2 separate regions of the Ovis aries genome follow, and region 2 is linked to region 1. The links are chromatin contacts, called in public Hi-C maps. All regions are on one chromosome and are shown on one strand. Each heading gives the region's core, a stretch centred on a gene start, on an enhancer-like site or on the middle of the called end of the contact. The rest is flanking DNA. Distances are from core to core; before and after follow the strand shown. Region 1 overlaps AHCYL2 (adenosylhomocysteinase like 2). Region 2 overlaps STRIP2 (striatin interacting protein 2).

Region 1 (7,912 bases), core at 3,930-6,429:
AGACCTGGGTTCGATCCCTGGGCTGGGAAGATCCCCTGGAGAAAGGAACGGCTACCCATTCTAGTATTCTGGCCTGGAAAATTCTATGGACTATATAGTCCATGGGGTTGCAAAGACTCAGACACAACTGAGCGACTTTCATTTTCACTTTCAAGGTCATATGGATTAGAAAAGAAAATGCTTCAGATATAATTTTGTGGTCCTGCTGGTTTTTCGGCAGTGTGCTCTGATTTAATGTTTGATACTTCTGCTTTAGCACTAAACAGGACTTGACCTGGCAGACTAATATTTGAACACAACAGCCACTGACACTTAAAGGACAAAAGAAACAGAGAGGGCTCGGGCCCCGACTCCACATCTGGGAGTAGAGAGGAGAGCGGAAGTGGCATTGTCTGTCTGGAGCCCTTGGGTGAATTTGTTAGGTGAGGAGAGGGAGTGATGTCTTCCAGACTCCGTGCAGTGCCTGCCACCCCGGGACCCACACCCTTTAAGCAGCAGAGACACACAAGGATCATGGAAGCTAAGAATAGCAGAACCCAATGCTCCATAAAGGATAATAGTTTCCAGTCCACTATCCCTCATGATGATTCCTTAAATGGCTCATCATCTGCTTCGTGAACCAGTGAGTGATTTTCTAGCATCTTTCCAAAAATCTACCTACTGGATGAAGATGAGAAGGATCAAGTCAGCTACTGCTTCCCATGTAGAAGGGTCAGATGGAATATCAACCAAAGAAAAAAGGAAACCCAGGCAGGAAGGAGATGAAGACTATCAGAGAATTTTCTCAGAAGAAGCATAAGCTTTATGGGAGGAAGCAGCAGCCTAAAGCTCAGCCTAATCCCAAAGCCCAGACTCACCATATTTGGAAGGAACCACCAGCTTATGCAGCAGGCAGTTTAGAGGAGCAGTGGTACTTAGAAATTGTGGATAAAGGCACTATCTCCTGTCCTACCTGCCAGGCAGTGGGGAGAAAGACCATAGAGGGCTTAAAGAAACACGGGAAAACTGCAAACAGGAAATGTTTACCTGTCAGCATTGTGGGGAACAGCTTCGTTCACTAGCAGGGATGAAGTATCATGTCATGGCAAATCATAATAGCTTCCCCATTTTAAAGGCTAGAGATGAAATAGATGAGCCAAGTGAGAGGGAACGTCCCTGAACAGTTCTCAAGAAACTGGGAAAGCTGAGATGCGTGCATCAGAGTTGCTCTAGTAGCTTCACCAGCATCATGGGATATCTGTACCATGTGAGAAAATGTGGCAAAGGGGCTGCTGAGCTGGAGAAGATGACCCTGCAATGTCACCACTGTGGAAAGCCGTATAGATTGAAGACTGGACTTGTATATCACTTGTATATAAGAGCAGAGTCCTATGTTGTTCTTTCCAGAGTCAGGTCAGCCAGAGTGCTTGAAGGACATGAGCTTGGAGTCAAAGGGTGGAAGCCGAGTTCAGAGGCAGATAGCTGTATTCCACCTGCAGGAACTGGCTTCTGCTGAATTGGCCAAGGAATGGCCTAAGAGAAAGGTGCTTCAGGATCTGGTACCTGATGATCGGAAGTTAAAATATACTCGTCCTGGGCTACTGACCTTCAGCCGAGAAGTACTACACAAATAGAAATCAGATATCAAAAAGTATCATCGCATTCAGTGTCCTAACCAGGGTTGTAAGGCTGTCTACAGTAGTGTATCTGGTCTTAAAGCTCACCTGGGCTCTTGTACACTGGGAACGTTTGTGGCTGGAAAATACAAGTGTCTTCTCTGTCAGAAAGAATTTGTGTCAGAGAATGGTGTCAGGTATCACATCGACTCTGTCCACTCTGAGAATTGGTTTGTTGTCAACCCGACAACAACCGAAAGCTTTGAGAAGCTGGTGAAGATAAAACAGCGACAGCAAGAAGAAGAGAAGTGGAGGTGGTAGCCCAGGACCCGATGGTTTCTAAGGTGGCGGTAGCAGCCCGGCATTGAGCTTCCTGAGACAGAGCCGAGTCTTAGAGTAGGGAAGGATCAGAGGAGGAATCATGAGGTACTGCTAGTGGTGACACCTGTAGAGATGTACATACTGTAGAGAACCAGAGCAGGAGCCGGTGCCAACATAGTTCCAGAAAGTCAAGTCCCTAGAGGCGAGTCATAAACGAGGAAAGAAATAGGCGGTCAGTGTGAAAGCACTCCTGGGAGAGTGGGTGGAAGGCTCTTGTCACAGGGACCTGTGTGGAGAGGCCTGAGTCACGGGAGCTGAGTAAAGAGAAATTTACTATTTCAGCTGTTTGTGTAAGGCTGTGACACTGTCAGCTCCTTCCTCCTGTGTAAATTTCACTGTTTCTTCTACTGATTCTTGTGAACCCTCCACCACCCCCACCCCCATCTTCTTTTTGGTAGATTTTCCTGATATTCTCATTGGAGTCGCCCTATTTTCTCTCCTCTTGCCCAAAGAGCTCCCCCATAAGGTCCACTGTAGGCCCTCTTGCCCTGTACAAGATTAAGAAACCTGTTCGATTATCCTTTCCATACTGGGGTATAGAATGTTCTTGGAAGTGCCATTGATTCCGTAGTTACTCCATCATCTATCTTTTAAAATGATTCCAAACTAACTTTTTTTTCCCCTCATTTCTCCAGTTGAGCTTTATTCCAGAATGGTTTTACAAAGCTGATTTTAAACCCAGTACATCTCCACATGTGAACAGATCCATCCCTCAGCCCACAGACCAAAGAACCTAAGCAACTGCTCAGTTTTGAGTGTGGTGTCAGCTAGACTTTAAGTAGTGTTGGTCGCTCAGTCCTGTCCGACTCTTTGCGACCCCATGGACTGTAGTCTGCCAGGCTCCTCTGTCCATGGGCTTCTCCAGGCAAGAATACTGGAGTGGATTGCCATTCCCTTCTCCACAAACTAACTTTTCAAAACCATACCAATTGATGATTTTGTATTTGTGATATAACAAGCCTAGAACCTAGAACTGTTGTCACTCCTTTAATAAGGTTCCCCTGTCTGCCTGGGTGACAGAATTTATGGAGGCTGTTGTCTCATTATGGTTTTAGGATTTAAAGTGAGAAAATACTTAGAATAAAAAAGCTAGGCCCGCTGGACGCAAGTTTTCCTGGGAAATACTTTGTCCCAGGTGGCAGTAAGTAACCAGACACACAGGCATGATATGCAGCCTTAGGAGAAATGAGTCTCATATAAAATGACTGGAAAGAGGAAAGCAGCACAAATCAATACCACCTCAGATCAACTTTCCTGCAGTTTATCTTGTTCCTGTGGTTTTGAGGATTGACGAGTAATACCCTTTTGCCTCTGGTATTTGACACAGAACCCTAATATTGCTGGTACTGCCATGAAGATTGGTAGCCAAGGTGTACATTCCTTCTCCCCTGGACTTGACCTGATCGTTAGTCTGCACTCTCAAGTTCTTGTATCTCCCTTTAGCCAAGGTCTGTCTCTCTGAATTTTCTAAGAATGTTGTCCTCTACCCTCTTTTTTAGACATTGTGTTTTGTCCTCTTTATAACCTGACACTTTGACACGAGGTGTAGATATTTATCTGGAGTTGGAAAGAAGAGTCCTTTTTCTGAACCTCTCGCCTAGCCAATAGTATCTGTTAGGCTGTTTCTCCTTCAGGATGGCTTTTTCTTGGAGCATTGATTAGAGCAGCTCTGTTGTTGTATTTCTGAATTCTCTTCCCCTTTTCCATAAATATTGGTCTTCTATATTATTGCCAATTTTTGTGGCTTACACCACATTAAAAGTCAGAGACCCTTAACCCTGATGTGGACCAGTACTGCCTTTTCAAAATCTAAAAGGCTATTACCACTATTAACTGTTCTCTGTGCTGCTCCATATAGCCTTAAAATGTGGGCTTTTGTGAAGACCACTTTGAAACACAGGAGCATTGAAACCTGGCTGGGATACTGCCAGAACAGGTAGTTTTGAAAGAAAGGAAGGACATGGTCGATCCACTTGACATTGTCATTGGCAGTTGCTCCCTTAAAGCCTTTTCCATTCATAAGGATGGTCAGGGAGGAAAATGGAGAAGCTCTGTTAATTTCTGGTGAGTAAGATTTGGGAAATGTTTGGCAATGGCAAGAAAAATAAATGACTGTGTTAGAAAAAAAGAAATAGAGAAATTTGTACTTTGTACTCTGCCGGTTTCTTGCGCTCCCTCTCTGACAGCACAACACAGATCAGGGTACAAAAAATTTGCTTCAGATCCCTTGAGAAATTCTGGGAAAGTTCTATAGTGCATGTATATCTTTCCTTTTGCAAACACCGTCAACATTTTATTTGTTCTTTCATTTACATTCATTCATTCGTAAAATTTTTATTAATGTATAAATTATGTATAGAAAGTACACATATATAAATATGTAGTTCAATTAATTGTACATATACATTCATTTCTTTTTATTTTCCCAACAAATGCTGATTGACTGACTCTAAGGGCAAATAAGAGAGTCTTTGCACTCAGAACCTTATATTGTAGTTGAGGAGAAAAGACACATACACAAACAATGATAGTACAAGGACATATATGATAATGCCACAACAGATCATAAACCCACATTCAGTGTACCAGCAAGGGGCTAATAAAAGATCAGATTCCATGAGAGATCACTTACAGCTGAGTTAATAAGTCTTCATTAGGAACATGCCACTTATTGGCCAGTGAAGTGTAGCAACATTTGGACAGAGGGAGAAGAGTGTAAGGGTTTTCCTGATGAAGGAGGTGGAAGGACTAAGGTAGAGAAGCAAAGAAAGATCAAAATGTAATTGGGAAATGGTGGGAATTCCAGTTGGACTAGATGAAAAAGTACATATTTCTAGTTTCCTCTTTTTTGCCTTTAGTCATATTTTTAGCATCCCTCATACTCTTGGGCCTTTTGTTTGTCCTCTTTGGTCTAACAAGAATAAAATGACCACCAAAGAGGAAGGAATGGATAAAGGGGGCTGAAGACAATATTTAATCAGTCAGCCTAAGAAGAACAGCAAAACAAGTTTGGAACTGGGGAAAACTAGCATCTAATCTTCTTGCCAAAACTGAGGGTCAGCACTTTTTTCAAGCTTCAATGGTTTCTCTTTGTTCTTTTTTCTCAGGATTTCCTGTGTTTGCCTGGAAAGGAGAGTCAGAAGATGACTTCTGGTGGTGCATTGACAGATGTGTGAATGTGGAGGGCTGGCAGCCAAACATGGTGTGTTAGGTTTCTGTTAGCACAGTTCACTGGGACGTGGGGGTACAGGGAGGGAGGATGTGGCTTGGGAGAGGGTTTCCCAACAGGAAGGAAGGAAGGAAGATGTTTCCTTTTTCATCTGATGTACTTGGGCTTCCAGCAGAACTAGATTCTTATGCTTAGGACATCCCAAGAATATTAAACCTCTTTATAGCCTCAAAGTGCTTATAATTGTCAGTGCTGATCTTAGAAGTGCTCATATTCATCAGCAGTGTTAAAATACTGCTCCGGGTTCACACATGACTAGTTAAAAAGTAAGATGAATGAGTTACTATCTCCTAACACTGCTTACCAGCACTTCCCCCAACACACACCGCTCCTGTGGTACATAGCTTTCTCTCTAAAATCACATGCCAAATTTATAGTAAACCTGAAGGGATTCAAAGTTCAAATTTCTTCTTTATTCATTTCTCACCTTAGGAAGTTGGGGCTTTTAATTTTTGCTTAGTTTTTATTTTTGTTTCACTTTTTTTTTAAGTGCTTGAAGGCTGGTAGCATATTAGATTCATAAAGGGGAGCACAGAGCTGCACAAGTACGATGCACTCCTACTTTGCAAACCTTTCTGGATAGGAGTGAGAGGAGAAATTAAGGAAATCAACTAAAAACAAGAATCCTTGAAGCGCTAGTCCTACTATTACTTGCTGCTAAAGACTGCAGAGCAGGCTTTACCTGGGAGACAGAGGGAGAAGCGGCCTGTCTTTCTAGATTCTGTGATGCAGGTCACAATGCACCAAGGGTTGATTTGAGGAAAGCTGGGTTAAAACCTTTGTATCCTCAAAGGGAGGGAGGAGTTGGCTGCACAATGAGTCAGCTCATTCCAGCAGAGTTTAACAGTGCCAGAACGGAGTGTGACTGACAGAGGTTCTTCTGGGAATAAAATATTAATTGTATAGTTACGAACATAGGGAGGACAGGGCATTGTACATAGCAAGCATTTACAGACTGTAGATCAGCATAAACTGCTGGAAAGGTTGACAAAGTAAGACAAGGATAAGAACTGTGACCCCAGAAAACAGTACTCATAATCTTTTTTGGATCCTGTAAAGATCTAGTACTTTTACTTGCTCGCTAACCTCAGGAAGATTCCTGGGTGACAAGAATCTTCTGCAGTAGAATGACAGGCTAATAATTATAGGCTTTATTCAATAAATAAATATTAGGGATAGCAACCACCTGCCTGTATTCAAAATCTTTGTTAAAAGGAAGAAGTGGATGAGAATAGTTATTCTAAGATACAGTCTTTCCTGTATAGCATATTTTGTATGCTAGGGATCAGAGGCTGCAAGGAAAAACGCCATGAGGGATTTCATATGTGTAAAAAGGGAGAGAGAAATGCAGAGGACCCTTTCTGTTCCTTAGGGACTCTGTTCTGAGGGTTTATACCACAAGAAAAATGGAGCACTGACTTACAGTATGGAGCAAGTGTAAGAGTGAGTCCAGCCTTGGATCTCTACTCTCAAATAAGGTTTGGTGGAATCAGAGAAATTAGATCAACAGCAGGAGCAGAATTGGGAATTCCCTGGTGGTCCAGTGGTTAGGACTCCATGTTCTCACTGCCAAGGGCCTGAGTTCAGTCCCTGATCAGGGAACTAGGATTCCACAAGCTAAGTGGTGCTGCCCAAAACAAAAAAACAACGGCAGAAGCAAAAAAGAGGTCAGGTATTAGACACAAGGTTGGAGATTGTGTGTAGGCAGGGATCCAGGATGGTGCCTTTGACACTTGTAGTGGAGTTCACTGATGGCACTGCAAAATGGGCATGTGCCAGCAGAGGGCAGCTCAGTCCTGTGGGTCTTTCTGGGAGAGTGTATGTGACAATTTGGAAAGTCTTGCCAAGCATTTCTGACAGCTAGGTAAAGGGCTGAAATGCCACAGCCTACTGCCTAATCGTATTCTAAGCTAATCTTTCTTTAGCTTATTTATAATTCAGAAACTTTCCTCCGCTGATGAAAGCTCCAGTGGGCACAGCTTTGTGTTTGTCTTTAATCCCAACCTGAAATAGTGATGAGCTGTTCAGAGGCATGCTTGCACACCTACATGCTGCACAGTTCCCTAGTTATTTTTAATTTGGTTTATAGAGAGTGTGAGGTTGTGCTAGGCAAAACCCTACTGTGCTGCCTGAGCATTTTGGGTAGGAGAATGCCTGTACTTTGGGACAAGTAAAGGATTAACAAATACAGTTTTATAAGCCATTGTTCTGGAGAGAGACTAATTATCTGGTTTTACTAAGCTTTCACTGATTATATTCAAAGTCCTGAATTTAACTAATATAAATATGCTATTAGGTTTAAGCTTTCTGACTATCTATAGTACAGTCAGGAGCTAGTGGTCTAGATAATCACTTAAGCTATTAGTCCATAAGAAAATCCTCATTGCATTGCTGTAAGTTTGATCCTAGTAGGTATGTCATTTGGGAAGTTCACTTGGCTGTGAGAATTACAGTTGACCTTTCATCTCACTGTCGTTTTCTTCTGTATAATGACCACTGTAAATTACTTTGTTTAACCATTTACAAAATTTTAAATATGACATTACTGATGCTTATTATTCTAGATCTTGGATGATGGAGGGGATCTTACTCACTGGATTTATAAGAAGTATCCCAACATGTTTAAGAAAATCAAGGGCATCGTGGAGGAGAGTGTTACCGGAGTCCATAGGTAAGATTTGACATAGGCATGCTGGCTTTATGCAGC
Region 2 (7,912 bases), core at 1,439-3,938, 55 kb after region 1:
AGACGGGGAGCTCTGGTGGTAACGCAAAGCTGGAGAGGGTGGTGGGGAGTAGAAAGCGAAACCTGTGCCAGCGCACGGTTAGGGAGTAATTACACTGTGGCCAGCTCTCCGAGAGGTTCATCTGGGATCTCATCAAAGTCTCTCAACCCTGCGAGGTGGGTCTTACTTTACTCCACTGAGGCTAAAAGAGGTTAAGAACCTGCCATAAGAGCAATGTTTGCCATGCCACGGAGTTTGGACTTGGTGCTGTGGGTGTTGCCAAGACACAGGAGAAGATGAGGGCAGTGAGTGAGTGTTCTCTGCGGTGAGACATGGAGAGGAGGTGGAGCTTCTCACTCTTGCACAGAGGCTCTGCCCCATTCCTCCTGAGAAGTCAGAACCGAGCTTGCTGCTAAAACAGCAGGAGCTCCGTGCAGGGAGGCCCTGCAGAGTCTGTGTCCATGGCAGGTGCATCTGTACAACCTGGATATGTATCCACTTCAGTGCATTCAGAGACATCTTGTAGTGTGTTAGGGTACCCCGAGGACGCACACCTCTACCAGTGTTTGCAGAGCAGCAGCAGGGCTGGGAGGAGTAGGGAGGGATGAGTGAGAAATAGTGTTCCTAGTAGAAAGAGATCTGCCTATGTGTGCTTCTGTCTGCTTCTCTTGGTGGGCAGTATGTGGATCAACAGCCAGACAGGTGGGTGGCTTGATGGGCCTTGCCAGTACATGTCAGTGTGTCCTGACAAGGCTACAGACGTGTCTCAAACTGAAAGATGTTTCCCATCACTTGACAGTAGGTTTGTATTGGCTCCTGCACCTGAGGCTTTGCAAAATACTCTGGGTCAGCTGCCAGGGAGAAGATATTTGAGCAGAAGAGAGAACTGGGCAACACAAGCTGACTCCTCACCTCTAGCCATACACCTTGGGAGAGGGCAGCTAAGTGTGCTGCCATGGCTATTTTTTGGTGATCAGGAATCAGTAAGAGCTAAAGGAATTAAAACACTGCAGTTCTGTGCTTTTTCAACCAGTTTCTACACTTAGAGTAGTTTAGATTCTGGAGACAAACTGTGTGTGATGCTCTTCAGTGTATCATGGGCAAAAGCCAGATGACACAGCTGCATGACACTGCCCCAGTAGGTCTTCCTGGAAGCAAACCCTATCCAAATTCAAGAGAGCAAAGTGGAGTGCTATGTTCTATTGTTTCACCTATCAAAAAGACCTTGGACTTATTCTTAGTGCATTATCTGTTGACTGAAGGACTCTTGTTGATTCATTAAAATACTGATATTCTAAGTATAGGGGCTAGTCCAGTGAACCAGACCCACCCTGGAGCCCACACTCCAGTGGTTCATTTGATTACCACGCACCGTATCCATCCTGACTGATGCCAACAGTTGCTGCGCTGCACCTGTTCCTGGCATATCCATCACAGTTGAAACCCTGTGAGCCAGAGCTTTGGTATGGAAGGCAACTCCCTTGGGGAGCCATCCTTTTCCTGTAGAGCTTAGGAACAAATCTCACAGCTATTCTTTCTGTTTATCTGGAGTGGGATTTTCTTTCTGGCTTGTGTACATTTTGTGCTTTTGGTCAGGCGCTTGCAACATACACACACTGCAGACTGTTCCCTTCTATGTAGGCTAGGCTGGCTGAAGATGGCTCTTCCCACGTCCCAGACAGGAAGACTGTTAACACAAGTGGACAGTGGATATTCTTAGGAATGGCTGTCAGAATTGTACTTGCCTCTTTATTTTTCATACAGACCTTCTATTCTCCCCCAAATAAGCTTCCTTTCTGCTTTGATTTTTTAATTCAGTTTGAATATGTATCACAACATTTGGTATTTGCCAACTGCATCCCATTGATCCTGAAGTTCTTCAATCAAAATATCTTGTCCTACATCACTGCCAAAAATGGGTAAGGACTCTGGACAGGTTTATTTCAAAAGGCTGTTTGGGGATTGAGAAATTATTTTGTCTCTGAGCCACCTTTCCATTCTCCCTGGTCCTTTCTGTCTTAGAACTGTCACTGTCAAGTGTAGTTTTCTTGAGGTATTACTGGTGGGCTGTATGATTTGGCCTCTTCACAAAGATATTTGTAACTTAATAGTTTTGAAAACTGTAATGCCATAACTCAAAAGAAGCTGCACCGATAAATTTCAGCCCTGTGGCAGAAGGATCCAAAAATGTTATTTTGTGAAGCAGCTGGCCTTTCTGGCCAGCCCTGATTTTAGTATAAATCATAAATTGAATTAATTTTGTAAAGGGTTATGCAGAATTTGTAATTTAAGGTAAACAGTAGACCCTTACTTCGATAGATCAATTTGTAGTTTAAAAACTGCAGTATTTTCACGTCCATTACTTCATTTAATCTTCTCATCAGTGCTAAGACATATCACAAGTTTTATTCCCATTTCATCAGTTAGGAAACAAATTCAGAAAGGTTAGTTACTTAAGGATAGCACACCAGAGAGACCCTTTAAGTAAGAAGAGGCAGGGTTAAATCACAGTTGCTATGGCTTGCTCCAGCCAAGTGGGGACTTGGGGGGTTAACAGAGTAGGTCCTTGTTCCTCAGTTTGCTGCTTACACAAAAACCGGAAGCATGTTAATCAGTAGAATTGACCAGAAGTGCTTTACCAGAGGCAAGTTTCCTAAAATAGAAGAAGGCTGACGTGACACTTGAGGTGGCTGGAGAGGGGCTAGGAGATGTTGGCCCCACAGTCTGTCAGCACTGCCAGAAACTCCACCCTAGAGAGACAGCCTACTTCTGTATAGCTTAAAACACACACAGAGCCCAAAGTCACAGGACCTGGATTCCTGACCTGGATCTGCCACTTGCTAGCTGTGTCATCTCAAGTGTAAGACTGTTTCTCTGAGCCACAGTATCTTCATCTTTAAAGTGAGAATAATATCTACTCTGACTCTATCATAAACTTTTATAAGCGTTAGTTAGGATAAACATAAATGAGAATGCTTTACTTTTCCTGTTTGGAGGAAGCACTAGAGAATGGGTTTATCCTCACTACAAAGAGACTTCTGCCCCTTAAAAATGGCACTTAAGATGTGCTAGTTGCTCACCAGGGGAAACTGAAAGTGTCGGTGAGGCTGGGGAAGAGCCACAGCTTCATGAAGGCACCTGTGTGTGTCAGCTCACACAGAACGGGGATTTGTTAGGAGGAAATGGGTGGTTTATCATCTTGAAGAACCTCGGACACCCCAGGTGCAGCTCTGGGCCTCAAGGTCAGTCTGTAGCATCCAGAACCCAGGGGGCCATGTGCCTCCAATCTGTGGCCACTCGGCCTCTGCACCTCCGCTCCAACTTTTCCTTTCTCACTGACAAATAGTTTTGTCTGCTTCCTAAGCCAGAATTTGCCTGCAATTCAGGAGACCCAGGTTCAATCCCTGCCTGGGTCGGGAAGATGCCCTGGAGAAGGGAATGGCCCCACTCTAGTATTTTTGCCTGGAAAATCCCATGGACAGAGGAGCCTGGCAAGCCACCTACAGTCCATGGGGTCACAGAGGAGTCAGACACAACTGAGCAACTAAGTGAAATATGTCTAAGCCACTTAGTGAAAATATGCTCACCTGAGCTGTACATGCTCCTGTGCCATTTCAGAGACTGAACTGGCTCTTGATCCTGTTCCACATGCCCAGGGTTAGAGGTCCACCCTTGGATCAATAACTGTGGCTGAAGAGTGGGGTTCAGGAACTTGGTGCCCCCACACTGTGGGCCTAGAAGTAGGGGGCAGACAATCCAATAGGTGTCCTTCGGGTTCCATTTGGAGCTGGAAGAGTGGTAGTACCAAACTGCACTGTTTGCTGAGATCAGCCTGGGTACAGGGTTCCTCTTATGTGTTACTTATGAGCTTTACTATTGCATAATCTCAAGAACTTGAGCACCTTCAGCTTGCTACTGCAGTTTCCTCATAGCTCTTACAATCTAGATATACTAGAAACTTGGAACTTTATGCCCCCTTAGGGTAGAATTTGGGTTTTGATGAATTTAATACAATGAGATTGAAACAAACCCATCTTGGATTCCCCACCCTCATTTCCCAGTTGCCAGTACCTACTTTGCCATAGGGCTTTGTCAGTAGAAAGTGGGTAGATAAGTAGAGTAGCCAGCCAGGAATCTTTATCCTAACGGAGCAGTGTGAAACTGGCAACCCTGGGAGAACCTAGTAGGTACATCCACGGCCCTTTCCTCTCCTACCCTGATTCCCTTAGGTTATCTTTGGGGGTTTCTTGGACAAAGGTCAACATTTCTAGTCAAATAAATTGTTGCCTTTTGCTTGGATAGAAATTTTGACTTTGAAATATAGAAGAGGTCCAAGGAGCCCCATATTCCTCTTTATATCCTATGTTTTGTCAACATCGTTTATCCATGTCCAGTTATTCTAACTGGAGTGGATTGGTGTTTAAAACCTCATGGGAGTAAAGTAATTACCCTTCAATTAAAATTAATAAAAATAAAAAACCTCATGGGAGAAAAAAAAAGGAACTTCCCTGGTGGTTCAGTGGTTAGGACTCCACGCTTCCACTGCAGGGGGCACAGGTTTGATCCCTGGGTCGGGGAACTAAGATCCCACATGCCCCTCAGCCTGGCCAAAAAAGTTTGTTTTTTTTTAAAGACAAACCTCATGGAATGTCAGAAGCAGAAAGAGCATTAAAGATTAGATTAGCTAGTCTAAATGCTGCATTGTACCCACGAAAAAGGGAGGAGGAAAGAAAGAACTGTCAGTTGGAGTGGCCGGGGCCCCGTCATCATCATGCAGTGGTTCCTTCCCCTGCTGACTCATGCCTGTCTCCCTGGGCTCACCACAGAGCCTCCAGCTCCCTTGCGGTCCCCCAGTGTCTCTTGGGAGCAGATGCGGTTACCATCCTTGAGCTACTAGATGGGCCCAGATGCAGGAAGCTGCCTCTGTCTCAGGCTTCCTCTTGGATTGGCTTCTGTGGTTTATCCCCAGAGGTCCTGGCTTTCAAAAACATCTGGTAAGACATAGGAGAGGTCTTCATTCTCACAGCTTGTTATTAACTTACTGACCAGAGACATATTAATACATCTTTCTGTTACCTAAACGTTACTGACTGGAGGCGTTTCACTTCACCTTCATAACAAATCGCCAGCCACAGGCATTAGTTTCTGCAAAAATCCTTCAGTCAATAATGTGTAAAGTGGGATGAGTTTGGGCAACATCTTTGGGCACACAGTTACATACACACAAATATACACTTAAACACAGAAACACAAATGCATACGAGCTTACGTATTTCTTTAAGGAACGGGAAAGAAAGGTGGCTATACCAAGGTGCCTTCTCTGCTTTCTCTTGCCTCTGAAAGAACTCTGTCAGTCCTTCTCATGACTATGAGGAGAGGAGACTGGATCTGGAGGTGCCTGGCACCAGAACCCTCAATTTCAGCTGAAGTCACTAAGCAATTCTGGAAATAGATGGGGCTAGCTGAAGAGAAATAACCGTCTGCCCTTTCGGATGTAGCCATTTGCTGCCTTTGCCATTTACCTAAAGCCTGTTCTTATCTCTGCATCTTGCAGCATCTCGGTCCTGGATTACCCATGCTGTACCATCCAGGATTTGCCGGAGCTTACTACAGAGAGCCTGGTAAGCGAATGGGGATTTGGTAGCCATTGAAATTGCCAGGTGGCAGAGGTTGGCATTTGCTCTTCCTTTTCTTCTCTAGCCCCCTCATGCCCTAGTTTGGGAGTCTTAGATGAATAAAAGCATATTGGCAAGAGCACAGAGGTAGTGGGGGCTTAGATCTGCTGACCCAGTCAAGAAAGATTTGGAAAAGCTGAACATAGCATTTTGTAGAGAAAAGGGTCAGTGAAAAACACTGAGGAGGAGAGGGAATTTAGGAAGATAATGGGGCTGAAACAGTGTGAACAGCTGTGCTGAATGGCAGGTGCATCTCTGCTGCTCTAGCCTAATTGTCTTTCTTCTGTGTCACAGGCTTGTCTCATTTTCATAAGGTTATATAAACCCTGGGGTGTGTACTTCAGAAAATACTTGCCTGGGTCTTTCTGAGGCAAAATTCAGTATGGCCACAGAAGGATGACCCAGAAAGTTCCTCATGCCAGAAGCAGTTCCAGGCAAATCAGAAAAGTCCCTCAGTCCTTCTGAATCCCATGAAACTGACTGATAGGTAGCACGTTGAAATCAAGTATCTGCCTCCTCATGTATTATTGCTGCAGCTCCTTCGGTGTACCTCAGCCCATCCCTGTACCCTGTTGCGCTGGAATTGTTTATCTGTATCTGTTTTTCCATTTGACTGAAAACTCCTTGAAGGGAGAGATAGTAGCATCCTTCTTTTATAACCCCAGAATCTAGCGCCATGTTCAGTACATGAAAGGAGCTTAGTAAATGATCAGATGATGGCACCTGTGTGTGCCCCAACCCACTGTCCCCAACTTCTAATACCTGCACAATGTCACATCAGAAAACTTCATTGTGCAAAAAGTACAGTGGTACCTTGTGTGGCACAGGTTTTACAGAACCATAAGGTTTGTGACTGGAGGGGACCTGAGAAGCATTTGGCCCAACCCCATATTTCAAAGATGAGAAACCTGAGGGATGAAGTGACTTGTCAGGTCCACTCCTCATAGCCGACAGACCTTGAATGAGAGAAAGAACCATGTCCCAAGACACCAAGTCTAGCACCTTTTTAAGCACCAGAGCAGAGATTCCCTGTCTTTTTTAGATATGGCCTCAGCAGACAAGCAAGCTGGGAGCTTCTTACCTCTGCAGAGAGAGGTAACGAGTTGTCTAATCCTGTTTATGATGTTATTCAATCTTTAAAACAACTGTATGAGGTTGTCATCAGCGCTTTATAGGTGGAGAAGTTAAAAGTAATTGAAAGTAAGGAGCCAGGGTGGAGACATGCAGCCCCACCATTCAGACTGAAATGAGGACTGCCCTTCCGAACAGAAACAGTGGTGCACGGATAGCATTAAAACTCTACTGTGAATAGGGTATTTCAAAACACAGTCATCTTCTAAATCCCATAACTAGGGATTGATGGAAACTATACTTTCATATCGGAGAAGGCAATGGCACCCCACTCCAGTATTCTTGCCTGGAAAATCCCATGGATGGAGGAGCCTGGTGGGCTGCAGTCCATGGGGTGGCAAAGAGTCAGACATGACTGAGCGACTTCCCTTTCACTTTTCACTTTCATGCATTGGAGAAGGAAATGGCAACCCACTCCAGTGTTCTTGCCTGGAGAATCCCAGGGACAGGGGAGCCTGGTGGACTGCCGTCTATGGGGTCACACAGAGTCAGACACGACTGAAGCGACTTAGCAGAATACTTTTATATATCTTCCGATTGACCTTTTGGGATATGAACATAAAATTATTGAAATAATTGTTATGCCTCTGAGAAGACTGTTGTTATCTAAGAGGGGGTGAAAGCACATACCTTTTCATAATGGAAAACAGATTCATGCTAGGTGTTCTTTTCCTTTCTGTGAAGCTCCAGTGGCACCTGGTGGTTTCATTTGGTAACCGCAGATTTTTTATTTTTTAGAAATACTTCCCTGAGCCCAGTCATGGACTTAACTAGCTAGTTTACTTCACATAGATCCTCAATACGGTGGTTTGTTTATCTAAACTAATGGCTTCTGTCCTCAGAGAGGACTAGTATTTATGTGATTTATATCTTTTTTTCAGGCTCAGTGAATTAATTGTAAGCACGGCATACTCAAGTACATAGTACTTGAGTACATAGTATTTTCTTTAAATAACATTTCAAGTCCCTCCCCACCCCCGCCATGACTTTAAAATTGATATATATTGAAGAAAATTGAGGAAATACAGAAAAATACAGGAAAGAAAATAAAAATACCCTTATAAAACTACTTGCATCTCTGCGTGCTTGTGCTCATGCTCATTTGCTCAGTCATGTCCGACTCTTTG

Evidence for each region. Hi-C and Micro-C count contacts between places; a contact is called where the count stands out from the background.
Region 2: a contact with region 1 is called in a Hi-C map of liver, with 3 times the contacts expected there. The contact joins two enhancer-like sites. A contact is called at or near these places in 7 of 16 Hi-C or Micro-C datasets (hypothalamus, liver, mixed tissues and 4 more).

The regions. Positions count from the first base shown.
Region 1 is chr4:94,995,637-95,003,548 of ARS-UI_Ramb_v3.0, forward strand. It overlaps AHCYL2 (adenosylhomocysteinase like 2), which reads left to right. Exons shown (of 16, transcript XM_060415121.1): 6 at 5,084-5,178; 7 at 7,770-7,876. It also overlaps the pseudogene LOC105608857. Among named protein-coding and RNA genes, the nearest start is that of STRIP2, 31 kb to the right of the region's middle. Within about 2 kb of position 5,180, at least 2 of the 54 cell types and tissues checked have an H3K27ac peak or open chromatin away from gene starts, as enhancers often do. A contact at or near this core is called in liver, where this site is marked.
Region 2 is chr4:95,053,498-95,061,409 of ARS-UI_Ramb_v3.0, forward strand. STRIP2 (striatin interacting protein 2) reads left to right here. Exons shown (of 21, transcript XM_060415119.1): 17 at 1,798-1,898; 18 at 5,534-5,600. Among named protein-coding and RNA genes, the nearest start is that of STRIP2, 27 kb to the left of the region's middle. Within about 2 kb of position 2,689, at least 3 of the 54 cell types and tissues checked have an H3K27ac peak or open chromatin away from gene starts, as enhancers often do. A contact at or near this core is called in liver, where this site is marked.